Linked DNA regions of Zea mays: region 1 is linked to region 2. A link is a contact called in public Hi-C data. All regions are on one chromosome and are shown on one strand. The core of a region is the stretch at or near the end of the contact, and the rest is flanking DNA. Distances in the headings are between cores, read along the strand shown. Region 1 holds the start of LOC100285061 (myosin heavy chain-related). Region 2 holds the start of LOC103639315 (putative RING zinc finger domain superfamily protein).

Region 1 (5,212 bases), core at 1,154-3,653, 170 kb before region 2:
GTGTTTCAACCATCCAGATTGCCAGTTGAAATGCACAGTAAAATATAATGGCTGTATATACCAGAACATGGGATTATGCAGCATTGCAGCATACGTGAAAAAATGTCAACAGAATTAACAAACTTAAAGTTCATTAGATACATTACCATTGAAAATGCCTTGTGTGCAGCAAACTCAGAAGCGTCCTCTGCACAGAAAGAGAAGATTTAATTCAAGGCTACAATCCTCGCAAATATATTTTTTTTCTCGAACATGCAAGAAAATTGCATATCATTCGATTAAGAAAGAAGAGAGTGCAAAAGGGATTATAGAAAACCCCAAAATACACACCCAAGATGACCATAAGTCAAGAGCACTACTGCACTAGCCTAATGGAACTGGCAAGGAACTCCTGGAGGCCTTCTACTCCAGCAGTATAGCGAAGGATGCATTCATTTGTGAATTGTGACTTCGCAGCACCATTGAGATACTGGATTTGCACCATTGAAGACAAAGTTGTTGCAGTTCTCAGCAAATATTATATCTAGAGTGTTGTGCATGCTTAATTTTGGATGTCACAAAATAAGAACTACCTAGCATGTGGCAGTAATGCTACTATAGCATGTACAGTGAAGCAATCAAAGACACTGCAGAATATAAATATGGAAGAAAACGCATGCTAGTAAGTAGAGTGAACTTACATGTTTACTAGCATGGACTGTTGTTTTTCCTGACATTATAAAGGACAGATTAGCATAAGTATATGTATCCTCCATACCTGTAGCTTTCTTTGTCAACATAGTAATTTGGTCTTCCAGCTGTTGCTTTTCAGCCTCCAGAGAAGCAATATGGATTTGTTCTTTGGCTAGTTTTTCTTGCTCTTGTTGCCTCAGCTGCGACTCTTCAGCTAATTTTTGTTGCTCCTGTTGTCTTAGCAGTGACTCTTGCTGTGTTGTTAGTTTAGATGTAATGATTAGAGAAAGCATGAAACAAGATAAAACAGGCAGATTTTTTGAATAAACCTTACCTTTAGCTGTGCCTGTAAATCTTGTATCTCCTTTTCCATGGCAACAGATTCCTCAGTCGATATTCCCATTGTATATCCACTGTAAGAGTGTCCCATTACTTGCTGCTGCAGGGTGTTTAGCTGTGCTCTCAAGGAGGCTGAGTCTTCTTCTGCCTGTACATTTCAAGATCAGCAAAGTGATCATACCGCTAATAAGAACATCTTGCAATAAATACCTTATACTGTTCTTCTTCTGCTTCCTTGAGCCGTTTCTTCATGCTCCTGAGTTGAGCTAGAGCATCCTCCTACTCAGCATACCAGGCAAAAGACATAATAAGAAGGCATGCATAAATAGACCATCGGACACATGATAGCACAAATGCAACAAAACACGTGTTTATTACCTTAGCAACTACAGCAGCATCTTTCTCCAAAGAAATGTCATTCAAGTTTTTTTGCAAAGAGGGAACTACATTCCGCTCCTGCAGAAAACAAATCATGCCAAAAAAATAAGAGAACCAAAACCTGGAGCTCAGCACCTATAACAATATACTCTTGACTCACGAGATCATTCAAACGGTTTACAAGGGCATCCTTCTCAACTCCCTTCTCATCAATCTAGCAGAGACAATCAACGTCAGAACCTCGTATACACAATGAAACCAAATTGCATGCAAAGTACCTTGGACAAGAGCATTTTGTTTTCCCTCACCAATTCCGTGTTCCCATTTTCAAGTTCTTGAACTCGAGCAAGAAGCTAGCATTCACACAATGACACAAAAATTCTTGGTTACTCTCTAGAAAACACCAGGGGCTTATATTTGCAACCATAATGCAATTTATCAAGTATCAACGATCTAGTGCTCCTGAATACGTGAACGGTATAGTATGCTAAACTGACCTCAGCTCCGGCTCTTTGGTTCCCTAAAGATCATCAGCATTGGTAGAGCCATACAGGGAAGGAAAATACAGCACAAAGTTAACATCAAATTAAACAAATGAAGAGAACACCACAACGAATAGTGATCAAGTGAGGGGTGGAGCGAAGCATGTAGGTGTAGCAACCGTGAGAGTCGACGTGAGACGCCGCGATCGGGAGGGCGTGCTGCATCCTCTCGGCGGCTCTCTTCTGCCGGATCTCCTCCAGCTGCCACAAATACGGGCACAAGATTGACATAATTGGGACCTCGGGTCTCAGATCTCAAGTCTGGTACTAGCGGGAACACGGATCTGCGCGCCATCTCATTCGAAAAAGGGTCGAAATAAAGAAAAAACGAGAAGGGGGCATACGGTGCGGCGGCCCCGCGAGGCGTGGGCTTCCATTGCCGTGTCCGCTCAACGACCGATGGATCGATCTATTTGGGAGCTCCGGTTCTAGGCGGCCGGAGCTCCCTGGTTCCCTCCGTTCTCCGATGCTGGGGGGGGGGGGGGGGGGGGGGGGCGAGATAGGCGAACGGGCGAGTCAGGCATGTTTGCATACAGAGCTAGCGTAACCTGACCTTGCTTAGCCAGGCAAGCTTAGCCTTGCCCGTTGAGGAGAGCCATTTTGACTATCTTGCTAGCGGCTAAAGTTAGTCTATGTCATATCTAATGTTTAAATAATAATTATAAGTATTAAATATAGTATAATTATAAAACTAATTAAATAGATAAAGACTAAAAGACGAGACAAATTTATTAAATGTAATTAAACCTATATTTAATAGGTATAATTAATATTAAATATTTGATATGATAAAAAATAAACTTTAGTCAGATAAATCAAACACCAAATCAAACACCGAAAAAACTGACTTGCACAGAAATCAAGACATCAAGGTAAGCGAACCAATCATATTGTTTCCTTCAGCTTCTAGCTAGAGGCCTAGTGGGTTCTAAATTTTATATTACGAGGCTTATCTCCAGCAGCTTATCCATCATATCTCCTATCTTACCTCTTATTTCAAAATTCAGTATATGAATAGTACAATTTACAGTATAAAACACTATTTTACATGATCATATGTACGATATGTTGGAGATAACCTAAGATTTATGGATCAGATCATATTAAGATCAGACTTTATTTATATTTATTTTTAAACTAAAATTAATTAAGGACTCAAACTAAACGTGAAAAATATTTTGATCGTGATCCATTACCACACATAGTCCTAGCTGAACAAGTCTAGGTGAGACTTGTCTAGGGAACTTGAGGGTGGTGCAATTACCTTGTGGGTGCATAGATATTGCCCCTGTTTGGTTCAGCTTCTGGGGGCCTTCTGGCCGCCAGAAGCTAGAAGCTGAACCAAACGCTCAACTTTTTAGCCAGCTTCTATAAAATTCGTTTAGATAAAAACCATTCAAAATCAACATAAAGACATAATCGGTTGAGTTGTTGCAATAGTAGTAATCCGTCACTTTCTAGATCCTGAGTCCTATGAACAAGTTTATCTTCCTTCGCACGTAATCCTAATAATACTTAGATTCTCTACACAGCCAGATTCTCCTCACAGCCAGATTCTCAGAAAAACTGGTCAGAAAAAAGCTGAACCAAACAGGCCCATTATGTGATGATGGTGCATATAAGGTGAAAATTTGCTCTTTATAACTAGTTCAGTATATTTTAGGGGTGCATCTGCACTCCCTAAATTATATATAGCTTCGCCCCTGGTTGGAGACAAAATAGTCATTCGTTGAGATCACATCTATCTTTCAATTAAAACACATTGCCGTATTTCGGTCCGAACCAATATAACTCCTCCGTTCTTTTTTGTTTGTCACGTTTTAGTTCAAAAATGAACTAGCTAGCGACAAATATTCAAGAATGGGTTGTAGATTCTTGGTCCGAACCAATATACTAGTTCCTCTGTTCGCTTCGGATTAAAGCCAGCTGTTTGGACTGCTACAGCTGCAAACTATAGAGACAAAACACTGAGAAGTAGTAGAAGCAGGTACGGATTAAACTATGAGAATATTAGAATTTTGCCATAATAACTTGGATTTGGCTCAAATGATATTAAACTTGTGGATCATCATATTGAATCATGCAACTAGGATAATCATATGGTAGGATTAGCAAACCTATATGGTTTAAAAATGATTATGAGCATGACACATAGGTCTTCAAAATTCCTAACAAATGATATTAAAATTTTTAAGTGACATCTAAAATCTACTAATGGTGTCATTTGATTTATATGCGCCAAGTCCGAATTATAGATGACCTACACCTAAATATCACTTGAGTAATGTTCACACTCACATGACATTATCCTTTACACGGTATCTTGACCTTAGAAGTCCAAGTACATATCTCCTACAAGCATTCAAAATTTCTATGCACATCTTAAGGGACAACTCTATAAATCGGTATCTTTGAGACTAACACTTTTAAAATATTATCACACATGTAGTAGTATCATTGAGGGAGAATAGAATCCTTGGAGAAAAGCAATGCGATTCAACTTCAAGAAAATTCAGCGATTGATATCATATATACTAGTATCAAGTTTAATTGGTATCAATATTCTTTGTCATCTTATACATGCCTTTTATATTCTTTATTAAACTACAATCAAATATAATTTATTACACCCCTCTAATATGCATAGGATTTTTTTTACTGATATCATTAGAGTATATTTTTTCACATTCATGCATATAGGAGGAGCCTAGTCTATATAATGCAAATATTAAATTCTTTGTGATCCACTCCTTCCAAAAAAGAGAACTTTCAAGTTTTAGAGTGGAATGTTTTAGGACCCCAAAATTTGACCCTTTATAAGTACTTTATCGTCACCATTTTTGGTGTTTGATTGAAAGGGGGAGAATTTTGAAGAATTAAAAGCAAGTCCAAACCTTCTAAAATACCAAAACCACTCATTTTAAAAATTTATCTTCGAATGGTATCATTTCTAAGTGGTATCCAACATGTGGTAACCATATTGAATAAGGGAGGTTATATAAGAGGAATCATATAGAGACACTTTCCAAAGGGGAAGAATGACATTCTATGTCGGGTTTTGGTCTAAGAAAGGAAGGAAGTGGTTTATGAAGTCAGGGGGCTTAATTCCATAATACTACAATATGGAGACATCAGGCATATTTTGTAGATAATCAAGTGATACCTATTTATATCATATTTATATCATATGATTCTTTCCATTGCATTTGCATTCTAGCAAGTGGATTGCACTTTGCATCTCAATATTTAATTATTTGCTTGTTTTGGTCGTGTTGTCATTA
Region 2 (5,055 bases), core at 1,892-4,391:
GTGACTAAAAGAAACTAAACCACATTAATTTCACCTTTTGTTCCTCATTTATTTCAGTTACACTAATGGCGAGAAAATACTAAGGAATATTTTGATCATCTATATCATCCCAGTCTCCAACAACGTCCTTTAAAAATGGTCCTCTAAAACTACAGTGTTAACATAATTCATTTTCTCCATTTCATTTTATTATATTTGATTTATTTTCATAACACGCTAATTCTTATAATTGAAGCATGAAAATAGTTTTTAATTTATTAACAATATTTATTTTTCGAACTAGCCTTCACACATTCGAATGGGAAATTGATTTTTGTTCTTCGCACAACACTCGTCCACTATTCCAGGACTTCGACGAACGACTTCATGTCCACATCCAAGCGGCACCGCGCCGGCTCCTCCACACCGCCGAGTAGAGATCCAGAGCACCACTACTCAGCTCCACGCCGCCGACAAGCGACTCCGCGTCCATAGCCGAGCGGCAACGCGCCAGTGGATAGAAGTCCTCCCCATCCGAGATCCACAGAGCCGTCGTCAAGCTTCTCCACGACGCCGCCGCCAAACGACTCAGTGCCACCGCAGCAGAGCGCCTACTGCTTTGGTGGTCGTCCTCCCCGGCCGAGCTTCATCGAGCCGTTGCAGGCGAGGACTATGTGTGGTGTTCGTGGGTATAGGTCGTAGCGTCGTAGCGCTCTGATTGCGGGATAGAGGACAAACAATGTTTCTCTACATGTAGCGGCTCAAAAAAGACTCTAAATTTTAGAGTGCCTCTTAGGGTTCCTTGTTGGACGGATAAAGGAGCATAATATCCTCTAAATTTAGAGTACAGATTGTTTTACAGTTCGTTGTTGGAGAGAGTCTTAGTCTCATCTCTCTAGAACCAAATATGATAGAGACTAAAAGAAACCAAACTGTCCTTAATATGCTTGCATCAACAGTTTAACCAAATGAACTCGGGAAGTTCAAAATGATCCTGCAGCATGTAGTCGTACTGCGCCTGATTGCTTTGCTGTGCCCTCACGCTCAATCCCACGCGAGGCTGGCCGGACAGATACAGTAATTTATGACGTATTTGCAGATGCATATAAATAATCTTAAAATAATTTATTTTGCATTTACTGATGAGCCACCGTTTCTTGCGTACATAACAACAAACAGCAGCCAAATCTACACAAGCCAATGGTTTCTCGGTTTCTCAGTTTTAAAATGATTGGCTGCGTCAAACCAAAACCACGATAAATTTAACGTGACGCCTTTCACCGCGCACGTCGAAACTGCCTCCCTTCTCCGGTCCTTCCATCCACGCGGCGGTTTTTTGCTAACCCCGCCCTAGACATGTCCAAACGGGTGGGCCGTGCCGGCCCGGCACGGGCCCGCCTTCGGCCCGGCACGTTTTGGCCCGGCACGTTCCAGCCCGTTAGGTTGACGGGCCGTGCCGGGCTGGGCCACCGTGTCACATCCCAGGCCCAGGCACGGCCCACACATAGCCGGGCCGTGCCGGGCCGGCCCGCAACCCGTTAAGGCCCGCCGTGCTTTGACCGGGTGGGAAGAAAATGAAGTAAAAAAAAGACAGAAAATTCACTTTGGTAGGATTTGAACCTTGGTTGGAGCATTGGAATGTCTAGCTACACCACTCTAGCCAACTAAACCAAACTTATTTTGTGTCTAAACTATTAAAGTTGCTTCTAATATACAAATAAATGCTCTGAAAAATAAAATAAAAAAACCGGGCCGTGCTCGGGCCGGCACGGCGTGCCACGGCAGCGGCCCAAGCCCGGCCCGACTAACGGGCCGTGCCGGCCCGAGCCCGTCAACCACCGGGCCGTGCCGTGTTCGTGACGGGTCAAAACCGTGCCGTGCCACGGGCCGCCCGATGGGCACGGCCCATTTGGACATCTCTACCCCGCCCTCGCACCCGGCCGCCGGTCCGCCGCTGATCCTTCCGTCCCGGGCTCCTCTTCCCGAATTTTTTGCAATTTGGTTCTTCATTCGAAAAAAATTCACGTTTGGACCTTAAAAATTTTAATGTCACTTTTTAACCCTTTACTCGGCGCCGTAGCCTGTGGCGCCGAGGTAACATAGCTCGGCGCCATAGGCTATGGCGCCGAGGTACGTGCTGCGTTGGCACAAACGGATGTCGTGGCGCCGACGTGGTACCGAGCTCGGCGCCATAGATCTTGGCGCCGAGCTCCATTCTGTACAAAAAACTTGTCTAGCTCAGTTGGTAAAATACAAGGCTCTTAACCTTGTGGTTGTGAGTTCGAGCCCCATGGTGGGCATTTTTTAATATTTTTTGTCTTTGTCACTTATTTATTTTTTTTGTTGTCCATATTTTTCGTTTATATCGCTGATTTATCCGTCTTGATTTATTTCTCATCCAGTTTTATTTTTGTGACTGATTTGTTTATTCGTCCAGATTTTTTTTCCCGGCGAGCACAACAGCTGTATATAATGGAGTATACTTTTATTTAGTGCAGAAGAAAAAAAGATGATTATGTGTACTTCTTTTTACTGGGAATATGTTATTATGTATTTAAAATTTATGTTCAAAAGAACTCAATGAAAATATAATATTTTTATTTGATCACTATTGAAGTAAGAGTGTTCTCATTTGATTTTTATTGTGGTTAGCTGAGCAAACAAGGAGAGAAGTTGACGGCTTCTGAGCACTGTGGCACACAGCTGCTGTGCTCGCCGGATAAAAAAATTTGGACGAATAAACAAATAAGTCACAAAAGTGACAAAGACAAAAAGTATTAAAAACGCCTACCGTGGGGCTCGAACTCGCAACCACAAGGTTAAAAGTCTTCAATTTTACCAACTGAGCTAGACAAGTTTTCTATACAGAATAGAGCTCGGCGCCATGATTTATGGCGCCGAGCTCGGTACCACGTCAGCGCCACGACGTCCGTTTGTGCCAACGCAGCACGTACCTCGGCGCCATAGGCTATGGCGTCGAGCCGTGTTACCTCGGCGCCACAGGCTACGGCGCCAAGTAAAGGATCCAAAAATGATATTAAAATTTTTTAGGGTTCAAACGTGAATTTTTTCTGATGAAAGACCAAAATGCAAAAAAATTCGCTCCTCTTCCCCTTGCTAACGGCGTATCTTTCCAATCGCCGCGCTCCACGTGCAATCTCCGTCTCCCGCGACGTCACAGCTCCGGCAGATGCCGTCCCACATAAAACCGCCCCACCTACTCCTCACCCAGCTCCCAATTCCCCTCCCGTCCCGTCCCGTCCCCTCCCCTCCCCTCCGCTCCCGTCGTCTACCCTCACTCGAAACCCCGATTCGAAACCGGCTGAGTTCAATTTGGGGATTTCGGCACCTCGTTCCCCGAAATTTTCTGGATCTGAGTCTGTCGGCCGTTCTCGATTTGCGTCTGGAGTGAGCCTGCGAGTTTTCAGGCTCGATTTGGTCGGGGCCTCGGGGGTCCCGGTCTTCGATTTCGGGGATGGACTCGTCTCCGGTGTCTTATTGGTGCTACAGCTGCAGCCGCTTCGTGAGGGTATCTCCGTCAACTGTCGTCTGCCCGGAGTGTGATGGCGGCTTCCTAGAGCAGTTTACGCAGCCGCCGCCCCGCGGCGGCGGTGGGAGCGGCCGGCGCGGGACGATGAACCCGGTCATCGTGCTCCGCGGCGGATCGCTTTCAGGGTTCGAGCTCTACTACGACGACGGCGCGGGCGAAGGGCTGCGGCCGCTGCCCGGTGACGTCCAGCACCTCCTCATGGGGTCCGGTTTCCACCGCCTGCTCGACCAGTTCTCGCGGTTGGAGGCCGCGGCTCCGCGTCCACCGGCGTCGAAGGCTGCGGTGGAGTCCATGCCATCGGTGACGGTGGCCGGAGGTGGTGCTCACTGTGCCGTGTGCCAGGAGGCCTTTGAGCCTGGCGCCGCCGGACGGGAGATGCCGTGCAAGCACGTTTACCACCAGGACTGCATCCTTCCCTGGCTCTCGCTCCGCAACTCCTGCCCCGTCTGCCGCCAAGAGCTTCCGGCTGCAGCCACCCCAGATGCGGAGGCGGATGCTGGGCTCACCATATGGCGACTTCCTCGCGGTGGATTTGCCGTGGGGAGGTTCGCCGGCGGGCCTAGAGAGCAGCTCCCGGTCGTCTACACTGAGCTGGATGGTGGCTTCAGTAACGGGGTTGGGCCGAGGCGGGTGACATGGCCAGAGGGAGATGGCCAAGTGGATGGTGGTGAAGGTCGGATTCGCCGCCTACTTAGAAATCTATTTGGTTGTTTTGGTCATGGCAGCCGACCAGCAAGTTCGTCGCAGTCCCGTAGTGGCTGAGCACAGTTTTCCTTGTACCATTTTTTCAATTGATAGCACTGAAGAACTAGGGCTAGTGTAAGAATGAAACCCAGATTATAATTTCTTGGGGCTTTGATGTAAATGAAGGCCTATTGTCTCATTAAGAATTATTAAGAGATGGCTATGAGCAAACATCTTGGATTGAGTTTTGCAACCAAATTTGGTCAAACATAAGTGCAAGCCTTCAAGAAAGGAATATCAATGAATGTTTTGGGGAAACAAATCTTTGTCAATATTGTAGGTAGAGAGAACAATTGTTGTATTTGCATCCCTACACCCTACTGTTTGTGTACATACTGAATTGGTTGAACATGAATTTCCATTCTGTTATATCTTATATTGACATTAAAAATCCCAAAAATCTCTGGCATTCCTTATGTTCATCCAGCCACATCCCTTCATTGTTTCAGTTTGAAGTATTTGTGTCATTGATCAGTCATAACAGCTGCCAGCTGAGCACTTGTTTATGCTTAATGGTCATAGGCTCATAGCTAACCCTAGTTTGTGCTCCTATGGCTAACTAGTAAGTGATCTGGACTGTTCTGCAGTTTTGGTGTTTTTGTTAACTCTACTAGAGAAGGAAACATTAAGTCCCTACGCTATTTTAAATGTTGCTCAAATATTTTTTTCTTTTCCTAAAAAATATCACGGTAGTAGATTGGTAGTGTGTTCACCTAGTGCAAGATCATGTTTGGGGTGGCGCACAGGGTGTAAGGGCAATATAAGAATTTATTCAAAGTATC

Evidence for each region. Hi-C and Micro-C count contacts between places; a contact is called where the count stands out from the background.
Region 1: a Hi-C map of leaf shows a contact between it and region 2, with 3 times the contacts expected there. The contact joins the promoter of LOC100285061 here to the promoter of LOC103639315 in region 2. A contact is called at or near these places in 5 of 25 Hi-C or Micro-C datasets (ear and leaf).

The regions. Positions count from the first base shown.
Region 1 is chr9:146,242,706-146,247,917 of Zm-B73-REFERENCE-NAM-5.0, reverse strand. It overlaps LOC100285061 (myosin heavy chain-related), which reads right to left and starts at 2,403. Exons shown (of 15, transcript NM_001366713.1): 1 at 2,276-2,403; 2 at 2,051-2,132; 3 at 1,887-1,909; 4 at 1,668-1,742; 5 at 1,550-1,603; 6 at 1,390-1,467; 7 at 1,222-1,290; 8 at 1,007-1,159; 9 at 758-926; 10 at 147-187. The coding sequence starts at 2,308.
Region 2 is chr9:146,074,024-146,079,078 of Zm-B73-REFERENCE-NAM-5.0, reverse strand. It overlaps LOC103639315 (putative RING zinc finger domain superfamily protein), which reads left to right and starts at 3,141. Exons shown (of 1, transcript XM_008662078.3): 1 at 3,141-4,642. The coding sequence starts at 3,455. The coding sequence ends at 4,291.